Regions from separate parts of the Triticum aestivum genome. Here region 2 is linked to region 1. Evidence: chromatin contacts called from public Hi-C data. All regions are on one chromosome and are shown on one strand. Each heading gives the region's core, a stretch centred on a gene start, on an enhancer-like site or on the middle of the called end of the contact. The rest is flanking DNA. Distances are from core to core; before and after follow the strand shown. Region 1 holds the start of LOC123120443 (cytochrome b5). Region 2 holds the start of LOC123120446 (scarecrow-like protein 9).

The links. A called contact is a pair of places that touch in the nucleus more often than the background predicts.
Region 2: a Hi-C map of leaf shows a contact between it and region 1, with 7 times the contacts expected there. The contact joins the promoter of LOC123120446 here to the promoter of LOC123120443 in region 1. A contact is called at or near these places in 2 of 5 Hi-C or Micro-C datasets (both in leaf).

The regions. Positions count from the first base shown.
Region 1 is chr5D:244,203,080-244,209,929 of IWGSC CS RefSeq v2.1, reverse strand. It overlaps LOC123120443 (cytochrome b5), which reads right to left and starts at 3,036. Exons shown (of 3, transcript XM_044540439.1): 1 at 2,674-3,036; 2 at 1,122-1,188; 3 at 573-1,031. The coding sequence starts at 2,754. The coding sequence ends at 775.
Region 2 is chr5D:244,507,755-244,513,881 of IWGSC CS RefSeq v2.1, reverse strand. LOC123120446 (scarecrow-like protein 9) reads right to left here and starts at 1,939. Exons shown (of 3, transcript XM_044540441.1): 1 at 1,589-1,939; 2 at 1-1,387. The coding sequence starts at 1,721.

The DNA of each region.
Region 1 (6,850 bases), core at 1,787-4,286:
AAGGAGTTAAACATCCTGTGCAGCAAGGAGTAAAACATCTAGAGGGGGCAAACAATTTTAAAATCACTATCACAGCATTTGAAATCACAACAATTTATCCATTTTATATTTAGTTAATAAACCTTGGTCTAAACTTGTGAATTTTCATCAATTATGTGTATGACTTCGTATAATGCACAACTTTGGGTGATGGTCACACCTTGAGTACACTTTAATCATGTCTGCTCCAAAATGATGTAATTTCAGTACTTAGACGTTTCAGTGTCAGCAATAATGGTGTTGTCGTGTAGGATGCTTATCTAAGCAACTTTGGGTGATTGCCAGAAATACTTGCGAGCAAGCTGTGATCTCCAAAACACTGATATTTACAACTGAAGATATCAAATATTTACAATATCCCCACCAAAAAATTTGTCTAGGTCGCGGAGGCTGAGGGCGGCAGCGCGCCAGGCTGTGTTTGCCTCGCCTTGTAGCGCCAGACATGTTTTCTTCCAAAACATCGTGACTATTTTCAACTTCGGTGCTTAATTTTCCAAGGCATCGAGGAGAATGCATACCAATGCACCAACACCAAAGAGCAATTTCAGTCCCATCAATTTAAGTTTCACAACAAAACTTGGTCCCATCATTTTCAGTTTCACGACAAAACCGTTGCAACATTCAAACTCACCACACGGTACATTGGAATGGATACATCACACGACAAACTACTAACTTATTCAACACCTTAAAGCTATTTTCCCCCCATAACTCAGAGAACAGTGCCGCCGCCGGTTAAGCCGATTCCGACTTGGTGTACATCCTAATGGCGACAGCCAGACCAAGTATGGCCAGGGGGACCAGGAACTGGAGGATCTTGATGATGAACTCGGGGGTCTTGTCTTGGTTGTAGTGTGGTTGCTTCGGCGGAGCGTACTTCGTCCGGGCAGGTATCGTGGCCGTGTCTATGTCACCGACATAGTACTCGTCCAGCATCGCACGGGCGGTGCTGCTGTGCCCGACATCCTCAAAGTCATCGGTTGCGTCCTTGGCTGTAAAAGGGCCAACGTGTTAATGCAAATTATTAGGCTAAATCACAAGTTCACAACCTCTGCAAGCATGGCATGGCAAGAAGGTGTTACCAGTCGAGGACAACAGTACATCATCACCTCCAGGGTGATCCTCCAAAAACTTGGTCACATTGTATACCTGAACATTAGAACACAGTGTCAATGATTGTTTTTCTCAAGGAGGAACAAAATTTATAACCATTCTCCTCTAAACAAAATTTATAACCATTGTAAGCCTCACTACTGACATAAAAGTAACGGCGTTAATTAAAGAGCATTGCCACATTGCTCCTGCCATGTATAACAAGTACAAGAAGAAAGCAGCCCTTTCAACGTGAATAAAGCCTTTAAATCTGTCTTTATGAAATATAAGCCTGCTTATAGAGAACTTCCAGGTTCCGAAGAAAGATAAACATGAAAAATTCACATTAAACTACACCAGTTCGCAAGGCTTAAACAAAAATAAAATGAGTTTTTTTGGGCTAAAATAAATGTTAAAGACTTGCTTTTCATTGGTACACATGGATAAAGGGTACTGATGAACATAATTTAAAATATTTTGCATCCTTATATTTAAATGCGCACTGTAAGATGATATCTTAAGCCAAGACCTAAGTATTGTTACTGTAAGGCAGATTTTTTGGATGCATAAAACATGAAAAATAAAACTATGACAAAAGATTCAGAGTTATGTCCAGAACTCAGATGGAGAAATGGAAAAAGTTAACAAATGCGATTCTTACGGGGGTAAAATATAGTCTAGAGAATGGAGAATGAATCTCAATTGGTCTGGGACCTGAGAGTTTAGTTCTCGTCTGAAAGACTGAAACTGTGGACAAAAATATCATCTAATCACCGGTAAGTAACCTTTTGTTTTTTCCTAGAAAGGGCAACATAACACTCGAGAACCAAACATGCAACTATTTTTACATAGCAAAAGGTAATTAACTAGTGAATCTACGGCAACCAAATGGGCAAATCTTTTTTGCCTACCAGGTCGAGCAGGATCAACTAGAAGAAGGTTGCACGGCTATATAAACGCAATTTATCGGTTCTGACCTTGTGTGCTGGTCTGGACTGTGGTTGTATCGGTACTCTGGCTTTTATGTATATAAAAGCGGGGTGAAAGCCTAGTTTCTTTTGACTAGGATCAGAAAATTATATAAACTCGCTAAAAGTGTTCCGACCTTGTATAAAGCGGGGTACTCACTAATTTATCGGTTCCGACGGGTGGAAATTCTGGAAGTAAACCAGTGTGTAATCTCTCAGACCAATTCACAATTCAAAGAGTTACCAACTCTTGTCTGGATATTTACCCCAGGAATCGCTCGTCGTGTACTAAACCAAACTGATTCTTCTTCAACATATAACCAATAACTCAAGTAATAGTCCGACGGTACCGTGCAGATCTGCAGGCGGATGTACTCTAATCGTACCAGGCCAGCACGTAACATGTATCAATTGCTTAGCCAAATGCTTTGGCAAATCGATTAGGGCATGTTGTGCTGCAAGCTACCAGTATCGCGACCCTCCGAGAGAAAGAAAGAAAGACTGAATCTTGACGTAACAATAATCGCAAGGAAACAATCAGGAGGACCAGCGGGGAGAAGATGCGTGCGTATACCTTGCCGGCGATGATGAGCCAGCAGTCGTCCTTGGTGTTGTGCTTGGACACCTCCTCCAGGGTCAGCGCCGCCTTGGACATCTTCCTCCTGCTTCTCCTCTGCCTGGCTGAGTTGATACGAGACTGGGATTCGCAGCCGCAGATCCGCAAGAACTCAAGCTGCTGCTGCTGCTGCCGCTACCTGAGAAGAATCCGGCAGGGAAAGGTCGGTGGCGATGCGATGTGAATCTGGCTGGGGATACGATTGCGCTTCTCTCCTTTTTATAAAAAATCGCGAGGAGACGAGAGGGAGCGCTCGGCAACAACCACAAGTCCAACTCCACCCCGAATTGCGTTTCTTCCTCTTGTTGTTCTTCTTGGCGTCCCGTTCCGACTCCACCTACCAAAGTGGCCATCTGGGCTGGGCCAGGCAGGCCGGCACGTTAGCCTGCGTGCCCGGCCCGTGGTGGGCCTGCATCGGCACATGGCCCGCCTAGGGCCGTGCCTGGGCCGCGAGGCTGGGCATGCGTGTCCGCACAGCACGGCCCGTTTACTTTAAAAAAAACAGATTTTTTTTGTATATTAGCCTAAAAACAGCACAATAGGCCCAAAACAGCCCAAAATCAGACGGGCTGGTGGGCTAAATGCGCCGGTGGGCCGGCCCGTTTCCTTGCTATGACGTGTCTGGGCCAGGGAGCACAGCACGTCGGTCCGGCACGGTTCGTGTAGTTAGCGTGCCTGCCCCGTGTAACCCAGGTCGGGCGTATCATGTCAGCCCATCTGGCCAGGTTTGCACGTACTCAGCTGAACCAAATTCTTTTGTGTGGACCCGCCTGTCTAGTTGAAGCGAGGAAGGAGTAGTTTCTTTACTAAGAAACTAGTTCTATTATATTATATGTAAAGGTTTATCAAAAGTATAAAGCACCGTAAACATAATAAAATTTACATTGAGGACCTTATGCCATCGAACGAGCATTACCACCCTAAAGGAGCTGCTGACTTGTCGTTGTTGTTGCCTATTTACTAGAGTCAGCTTGACCTTATCGATAACAGCCGAGAAGTCTCCATGCACGTGCCCCTAAGGGCTAGTGCCCCAAATCCGCATTTGTCGTCATGGAACCTTGAATCGATCCAAATCGCCTCACACCCTCGTCGTCTCAAAGAGACGACAGGAATCTACGTCGGAGCTTCGCCGACTTTGTCCCAATGGACAAACTCGAGGAGGACCATAGCCCAAAAGATAAAGCATGTTGAGCAATGTATCAAGAATGCTATTACAGGAAAAAAATCAACATGCATTATATTTATGGCAAGTACTAGAATATAGGTTTCCTTTTCAACAAGCCCTCCAACTTATTACCACCTTTTTGCCTTCCTTGGGATGATAGGTGGCAACACATTTGCACTATCTAAGATTACTTGCCCCATCTCCGGCTCTGACTTAGGACGAAACTCAACTTCTTCTTTCAAGTTTTCCTCGTCTTGCCTCCAAGGTTGGGCCATTGGAAGCCACCTTTGGTGTGCCATATACATGATTTTTTTACTTCAAGCAATCGTTGACTACTTGTTGTTGGGGAACGTAGTAATTTCAAAAAAATTCCTACGCACACGCAAGTTCATGGTGATGCATAGCAACGAGAGGGGAGGGTGTTGTCCACGTACCCTCGTAGACCGACAGCGGAAGCGTTATCACAACGCGGTTGATGTAGTCGTACGTCTTCACGATCCGACCGATCAAGTACCGAACGTACGGCACCTCCAAGTTCTACACACGTTCAGCTCGATGACGTCCCTCGAACTCCGATCCAGCCGAGTGTTGAGGGAGAGTTTCGTCAACACGACGGCGTGGTGACGATGATGATGTTCCACCGACGCAGGGCTTCGCCTAAGCTCCGCGACGGTATTATCGAGGTGTAATCTGGTGGAGGGGGGCACCGCACACGGCTAAAATATCGTATATCAAAGTGTGTTCTTAGGTGCTCCCCTGCCCCCGTATATAAAGGAGCAAGGGGGAGGCCGGCTGCCCTAGGCGCGCCAAGGAGAGAGGGGGAGTCCTCCTCCTAGTAGGAGTAGGACTCCCCTTTCCTAGTCCTACTAGGAAAGAAGGGGGGGAAGGAAAAGAGAGGGAGAGGGAGAGGGAAAGGGGGCTGCGCCCCCTCTCCTAGTCCAACTAGGACTCCCCTTGGGAGGGGGCGCGCCACCTCCTGGCTGCTGCCCTCTCTCTCCCTCAAGGCCCACCAAGGCCCAATACTTCCCCGGGGGTTCCGGTAACCCTCCGGCACTCCGGTTTAATCCGAAACTTCTCCAGAACACTTCCGGTGTCCGAATATAGTCGTACAATATATCAATCTTTACGTCTCGACCATTTCGAGACTCCTCGTCATGTCCGTGATCACATCCGGGACTCCGAACAACCTTCGGTACATCAAATCACATAAACTCATAATATAACTGTCATCGTAACTTTAAGCGTGCGGACCCTTTGGGTTCGAGAACTATGTAGACATGACCGAGACACCTCTCCGGTCAATAACCAATAGCGGGACCTGGATGCCCATATTGGCTCCCACATATTCTACGAAGATCTTTATCGGTCAGACCGCATAACAACATACGTTGTTCCCTTTGTCATCGGTATGTTACTTGCCCGAGATTCGATCGTCGGTATCTCGATACCTAGTTCAATCTCGTTACCGGCAAGTCTCTTTACTCGTTCCGTAATACATCATCCCGCAACTAAATCATTAGTCACAATGCTTGCAAGGCTTATAGTGATGTGCATTACCGAGTGGGCCCAGAGATACCTCTTCGACAATCGGAGTGACAAATCCTAATCTCGAAATACGCCAACCCAACAAGTACCTTTGGAGACACCTGTAGAGCACCTTTATAATCACCCATTTACGTTGTGACGTTTGTTAGCACACAAAGTGTTCCTCCGGTAAACGGGAGTTGCATAATCTCATAGTCATAGGAACATGTATAAGTCATGAAGAAAGCAATAGCAACATACTAAACGATCGGGTGCTAAGCTAACGGAATGGGTCAAGTCAATCACGTCATTCTCCTAATGAGGTGATCCCGTTAATCAAATGACAACTCATGTCTATGGCTAGGAAACATAACCATCTTTGATTAACGAGCTAGTCAAGTAGAGGCATACTAGTGACACTCTGTTTGTCTATGTATTCACACATGTATTATGTTTCCGGTTAATACAATTCTAGCATGAATAATAAACATTTATCATGATATAAGAAAATATATAATACTTTATTATTGCCTCTAGGGCATATTTCGTTCAGTCTCCCACTTGCACTAGAGTCAATAATCTAGTTCACATCGCCATGTGATTTAACATCAATAATTCACATCACCATGTGATTAACACCCATAGTTCACATCTCTAAGTGACCAACACTCAAAGGGTTTACTAGAGTCAATAATCTAGTTCACATCGCTATGTGATTAACACCCAAAGAGTACTAAGGTGTGATCATGTTTTGATTGTGAGATAATTTTAGTCAACGGGTCTGTCACATTCAGATCCGTAAGTATTTTGCAAATTTCTATGTCTACAATGCTCTGCACGGAGCTACTTTAGCTAATTGCTCCCACTTTCAATATGTATCTAGACCGAGACTTAGAGTCATCTAGATTTAGTGTCAAAACTTGCATCGACGTAACCCTTTACGACGAACCTTTTGTCACTTCCATAATCGAGAAACATATCCTTATTCCACTAAGGATAATTTTTGACCGCTGTCCAGTGATCTACTCCTAGATCACTATTGTACTCCCTTGCCAAAATCAGTGTAGGGTATACAATAGATCTGGTACACAGCATGGCATACTTTATAGAACCTATGGCCAAGGCATAGGGAATGACTTTCATTCTCTTTCTATCTTTTGCCGTGGTCGGGCTTTGAGTCTTTACTCAATTTCACACCTTGTAACACAGGCAAGAACTCTTTCTTTGACTGTTCTATTTTGAACTACTTCAAAATCTTGTTAAGGTATGTACTCATTGAAAAAACTTATCAAGCGTCTTGATCTATCTCTATAGATCTTAATGCTCAATATGTAAGCAGCTTCACCGAGGTCTTTCTTTGAAAACTCCTTTCAAACACTCCTTTATGCTTTGCAGAATAATTCTACATTATTTCCGATCAACAATATGTCATTCACATATACTTAT
Region 2 (6,127 bases), core at 690-3,189, 310 kb before region 1:
ACCTTCTTTGCATTTTTTGTCATGCTCAAGATTGTTTGATTGGAGAGGAAATGTGAGAGCCTCTTGAATGGGCATGCTGCAAAGTAAAGATGGTACGCCTTAAGCATGTCGGACGCGGTTGTCCGCTTTGCTACAAGCCTATGGTACTGCTGGCTCCCTGTGCCAGCCAAGCGAGCCTCGAGACCCTGTGCAAAGCAAAACGCCAGCCTCTGGCTGCCATCCCCATTTACCTTGGAATGCTGTTTTATTTGCTTTAGCAACTCATTAGCAGTTCGGCGGTCATCAGCTGCCACTGCCTGTGCACAGTGGATGAGGATGGTCCTAAGGTCCACCACATCATTTTTAGTCGGCTTCCTGCCCCGTGTCTTCACCCCAGTTGTTCCTTTCGTTTGAATGACCTGAGAATTCTTGGAAGCTTCGCTGCGCATCTTTTCTCGCAGAACTGTAGCCTTTTTTTCAGTTTGACGAAACAAATCATCAAACATCTCAACCCAATCATCAGGCTCATCGGAACAGAATGCAGATTGTTTAATGTTCCGTCCTTCTATCAAGTCAAGATCTTCGCTCTGTCTGTTTTTCTTGGCCTTCAAGACCTCTGTCCTGCTCACATTGAAAGGAATGTCTTTCACTGCTTCTTGAGGCTTTGAGACACCAGCAGCTTCTAAATCAATCACTAGCTTATCACCACCAGGGAGAAACTTCTGTGCTTCCTCGACACCTCTCCTGAAATCCCAAGTTGGAAGGCTCTCGAACAAATACTCGGGGATCCTGCCGTTGGTGATCAAAGGATCTTCTAGTGACTCTGCTGCATCAGAAACACCACTTGGTGGGGCAACCAGTGGCTGAGAAGATCGGCCACACAAGCCGCGATAAGCTTCCAGCTGCTCAGAGTGTCCAACATTATGGCACTGGTTGCTATGAACCGCACCACCGATGCTGCCGCTAGTACCCACACTGGACAAGGACTGGGCATGACCGCTGCTGCTGCTCTCACTGGGGCTGTCCAGGGACCAAGTCGTGAGCGTGCGGTCAGGGGACGGCGGGAACTTGTGCCCAAGGATGTCATAGAAGGGCTTTGCGGTAGCACGGAGAGTGGCTGACTCCTCCTGGTACACGCTGACCTTCTCATCAATGTCCTCCTCCATGAGCATCCGGCTGATGTAGTTGAGCGACTCATCCGAGATGAACTCCCAGTCTTCGGGGTTGTCAGTCTCTGTGTTGGTGGCCCTGGAGAGGGTGGCCACGGGAGCATTGTGACTGGGTTCCGCGGCCACATGGTGTGGGATCACCGGCTGCGGATCATTGAACATGAAGTACTCTGGTGCTCCGCAGAACTGAATCATTGAGTGGATCAGTGAGCCTGAAATGGTCTGGTGCTCCACAGAACCTGCCAAACACCATGAAATTCTTCAGTCAGTGAGAAGATGTCAAGTGATCGAGTTTTGGGGACTTGTGTGAGTGAACTATCTATTTGACCTCTGAGCAGAAAATAACAGGAAGGAAAACACTAGAGCGCTGCAGTTCACGGACTTCGCAGGCTGGTGGCGATGACAGGGAGATCACGGACTGACGCTGGCGCCATGCTCACCTGAAGGCATCGACCCTTGGCGAGGTGGGCGGTGGCGGAGGGACCTCGCGGCCGCGAGGCCGAGGCCGGTGAGGTCCTGCGCGGGCGGGGCGGCGTGCGCGCGATCGCGGGGAGGCTGCGGGGTCGATGTCATCGCCTGCCGCCTCGTCGCCGCCGCAGCCGGGCCTCCGGTAGCCGCGCGGGATCGGCGGGGGAGGAGAGAGGGGCGCGGCGAGGGGCAGACAGAGAGAGAGAGGGGGGAGAGAGGTGATTTGATTGGGAGGGGGATCAAGTGTGCGCGGCTGAGCAGAGGTATTCCTCCTTTTGCTCAGTTCCCCAGCGGCGAGGTCTCTTGGCAGTTGGACCCGGAGCTAGTAAAAGGAAAAGAAATCTCGTCCCGTGATGGTGGCTGGCTAATAAGTAAGTAGAGTAAAAGATAATCGAGGTCTCAGAGATTTCCAGAACCTCGATGATGGTGGCTCCTGCATGTGAGGGTTTTCCTCTTTTCAGCACCGCGAATGCGACCCCCCCTCCGCAGGATTACGCTTGATTACACCCGCCAAGCAAGAGTTGGAGAAACACCCTCTGCCTTGTGAGGAAAATACATTTGGGTCTGTTTAGGACACATCTAGATGTGACATAGTTACGTCACATTTAAGCTAATGTTCACTTTGTTTGAGGTCTATTTTTTTTTGTCCTAGTTTTTTTGTTTTTTGTTACTGCATTATATATTTTGGGAGTTTAGATGTGACATCCTTAAAAAATATCTAGATGTGAACTAGCCAAACCGAATACATTTTTGGCACGTGTGCTGATGGGGCACGGCCTACACCGTCGTTCATCTGCACTGTGATCTGAATTTTTTTAAATGATTTTAGATCTATTATAAAAGTTTATCGAAATACAGACAATCTGAGACATAATAGAAATTACATCGAGATTTTAAGACCACCGAACGACCACTACTGCCGTTAGAAAGAGTCATCAACGCGATGTCCTACCATAGCCAGCTTGACCTGGTTGATGACAGCTGAAAAATCTTTCTGTGCGTGCCCCTAAGGACCAACGCACTGGAGTCGCAGTCGTCATTGTTGAACCCTTGTATATAGATCTAAAGCACCTAACACCAAATCTCGCCACATTACGAGAAACCCTAACCTCATCACCCCAAGGAGATGTCATGAATCTACGCCAGAGCTCTGTCGACTACGTCTAAACGGACGAACTCAAGAAGAATCGAAGCACAAAAGACAAACTCGAAGAAAAGGTGTCGCCATCCGTCCGAGCGTCGCACCTGTGAGGACTAAAAAATCTAACTTAAACTACTAACAGGAGCGGAGGCACCGAGGTTCTCCTCACCGCCATCTGCTGTCCGAGCGGCACACAGAGGGGAGGCGAATCCACGGGCTCTTCGATGAAGTCTGGATGGGAAAGTTTTCCCTAGCCGCTTAGGGTTAGGTGGGGAAATGAGAGGAAGTCCCCTTGTTGTCTTGTCTTTATCAAAAAACTCCTTCGACGGTAAATTGCTTGAAATATAGATAAAACTAGGAAGTCTATTAATACGAGACAATATACATGATGCTCTTGTCCTAGTGCATGTAGGTGCTAAAACCGTCGGATCTCGAGTAGGGGATCCCGAGCCGGTGATATGGGAATGATGGTAATAGGAAGAATAGGGACACGATATTTATCCAGGTTCGGGCCCTCTCGAAGAGGTAAAACCCTACGTCCTGCTCATGTTATATTAATTGTGGATGGGGTATAAAGTACAGTATGATCTACCTCGAGATCGTATGAAGGGGTTCTAACCTCTAAACCTTGAAAAGCTTGCCTCTATGGACTAAACCCCACGGCTTATATAGGCACCAATGGCATCTAGGGTTTACATATGGTCGGTTACGACATGGGGATAAACATGTTGATTATTCAAACACGCCTTGGAGTATACGCCAAGTCTTCGGAGGTCTCCATCTTGGTTATGCCAGGGGCATGGCACATGGATCCCATTCTTCAATTGTTTGTGGCTCGTTGGCCTGGCCCATGAACAGTAGGCCGACGTGGTGTGCACCCCCTATTTCAGGACATCGTCAGTAGCCCCTGAACTTGTCTGCAAACCAAGGATAGGAGCTCCTTCCTCTGGGTAGCTTCATTATCTTGGTCTTCGGCTTTCTAGGCGAGTTCGATCCTTCACGTCGGCCCTCGGATTCCTTATAGCTTCTTTCATTCTATCCCACGCAAGTAATAGTGTCTCACGTTCTTCCTGCTTGTAACCTGTAATCTGATAACGTAATTGCATAATCTTTGCAGGTGGACAAAACTTAGATAATAATTTACTGCAACAATCATCCCAAGAAGTAATACTGCCTCTAGGTAGATCTAGAAGCCATTCCTTAGCTTTTCCTCTCAAAGAGAAAGGAAATAGACGCAACTTCAGAGCGACAGGGTCGCAATCTTTAATGCGTGTCATGTTGCACAATTCACTAAAATTATGCAAGTGCATACCGGCATCCTCAGAAGCAGAGCCACCAAATTGAATCTGTTGAACCATGGAAACTAGGTTCGGTTTGATCTCATATACTCAGCGGCTGCAACATCATGTTGTGTTATAGGTAGATGCATGAAGTTGTTGCTGTGAATTGCAAAACTCCCAAGATTATGAGCCATAGTAATCTTTTCGGTTTTTCTCAATTGACAAAACTTGCAACAAAATAAAAACTAAAACTAAGAAAAAGTAAAAACAAAAACTGAAAATTAACTTTAACAAAAACTCTAAACACAAATACTAGGAATACAAAACTCCTCCCCGGCAACGACACCAGAAAAAGTGCTTAATACGTCCTTTTATTGATCTGGTAATGGAACAGAAAAGTGCAACCCACACCTATTTCGCAAAGGTGACCCTGGGTTATCGAACCCACGAGAGGAAGATGCCCTTGGAGCAATGGTCTCTAGTAAGCTTATGTTAAAATGTCAAATCCAGCTTTTGACCGGATCAAGCAAGCAAATAGTGATTCAAGCACTTATATTAAAAAGATGTACGGGTATGAGGTATTAATGCTTACAACCATGTATTTGTGTTGGGACCAGATATGATCTTAATTTGTGCGCTGGAAGTCACCCATCGAGACGTGCTTGTTACGAATCGAAGTGGGGGATGTGTCCAAACAACATCTTGACTGGCACGAGTCCTACATCAATAACAGTTGTCCTACAGCAAGCCCTATCCGTCGCGTGGGGTTGCCTCGATAATGAAATTAGACAGGAGCCTTGGGCGTTCAATGACTGCACCTCATGTATCCCCAAGGATATGACCCATGTTACCCTACTAAACCTTACTGTCACCGCTGTTCGGTATAACACTTCACGGTATCCTTGCTCCTAGCCTCATCGGTGCTCGGTCTCCATGATCCTGGGTACTTGCAGGGATGAAGATCGTGGACAAAACAAGAGACATCTATGGAATAATTTTATTTCACAAATACGAGATGTTAATTCAAAGCCCTTCTAGTGATCCCCACAACAAATACAGAGGGTTGCAAGGCTCACGCCTCAACCCATACCTTACCAAACTACTCACACATGGAGATCAGATCGCGAGAAGAACACATCTTAAAGATTAATTGATTGCAAATATGTCTTACAATGGATGTCTTGTGCGATGCACGATTGCAAGTATGAACTAGACGAGGAAGCAATCTGGTGGTGATGGTGGCTATGGAGATAGAGATGCCGGTGACTAGGGTTTGTGGATGAAGACGAAGATGATGATGTGGTTGTTGTCAATGATCTGTTCTGGCTTCCCCTGTTGACATTTCGAGGGGTCCCCTTTATAAAAGTTGTTTAGGTGGACGATCTGCCTCGGTTTCCACAACATACGGGCGCTCATACGGGCGCGTTCGCCTGTATGGGACATCGTATTTTGCTCTATTTCCGCAGAAACGCCTCCTGTTGGTTCCTTCTTCCTCCATTCTCCTTCCTTTCCATTTTCACATGTGATTTCTTCCCTTTTTAGCTCATTTACTATGGAAACACATCAAAGAGAGGATTTGTGGAATCATTTCCACTCATTAGTCATTAGTAGCAATATTGGAGTGATCATCACTTTTTAAATGAAATGTCTCAGATTAAGCAAAGGTGAATGAGTGTAAAAATATCACTCATCAGTGGTAAGGAACTGAATTCCATCATCCATGCACTTCATCGCAATTATTCATAAATCCCATGTCACTACAAAAAAAAGACACATCCGTGACATTTTGGGCCGGACGAATTTTTCCCCCGTCATACTTATGACACTTCTATGACGATAATTGTGACGAAATCCGGTATCATCATAGATGTGGTGGGCACCTACTTCTATGACAAAAAATCATGACAGAAAATGGGCTTTTCGTCCTGGGCGGGCCAGAGACGCAGCTGCATGACATTCTGTGGGCCGTCCATGACGGAAAAAACCATGGTAGAAGCGAGGGCGAGGAAAATTTCGGCGAGTTCCCGGTTACGGTGGGTGGTCGGGGGCCGAGCGATGCGCGTTTATCTCGTACACGTACGCGCGTGTGT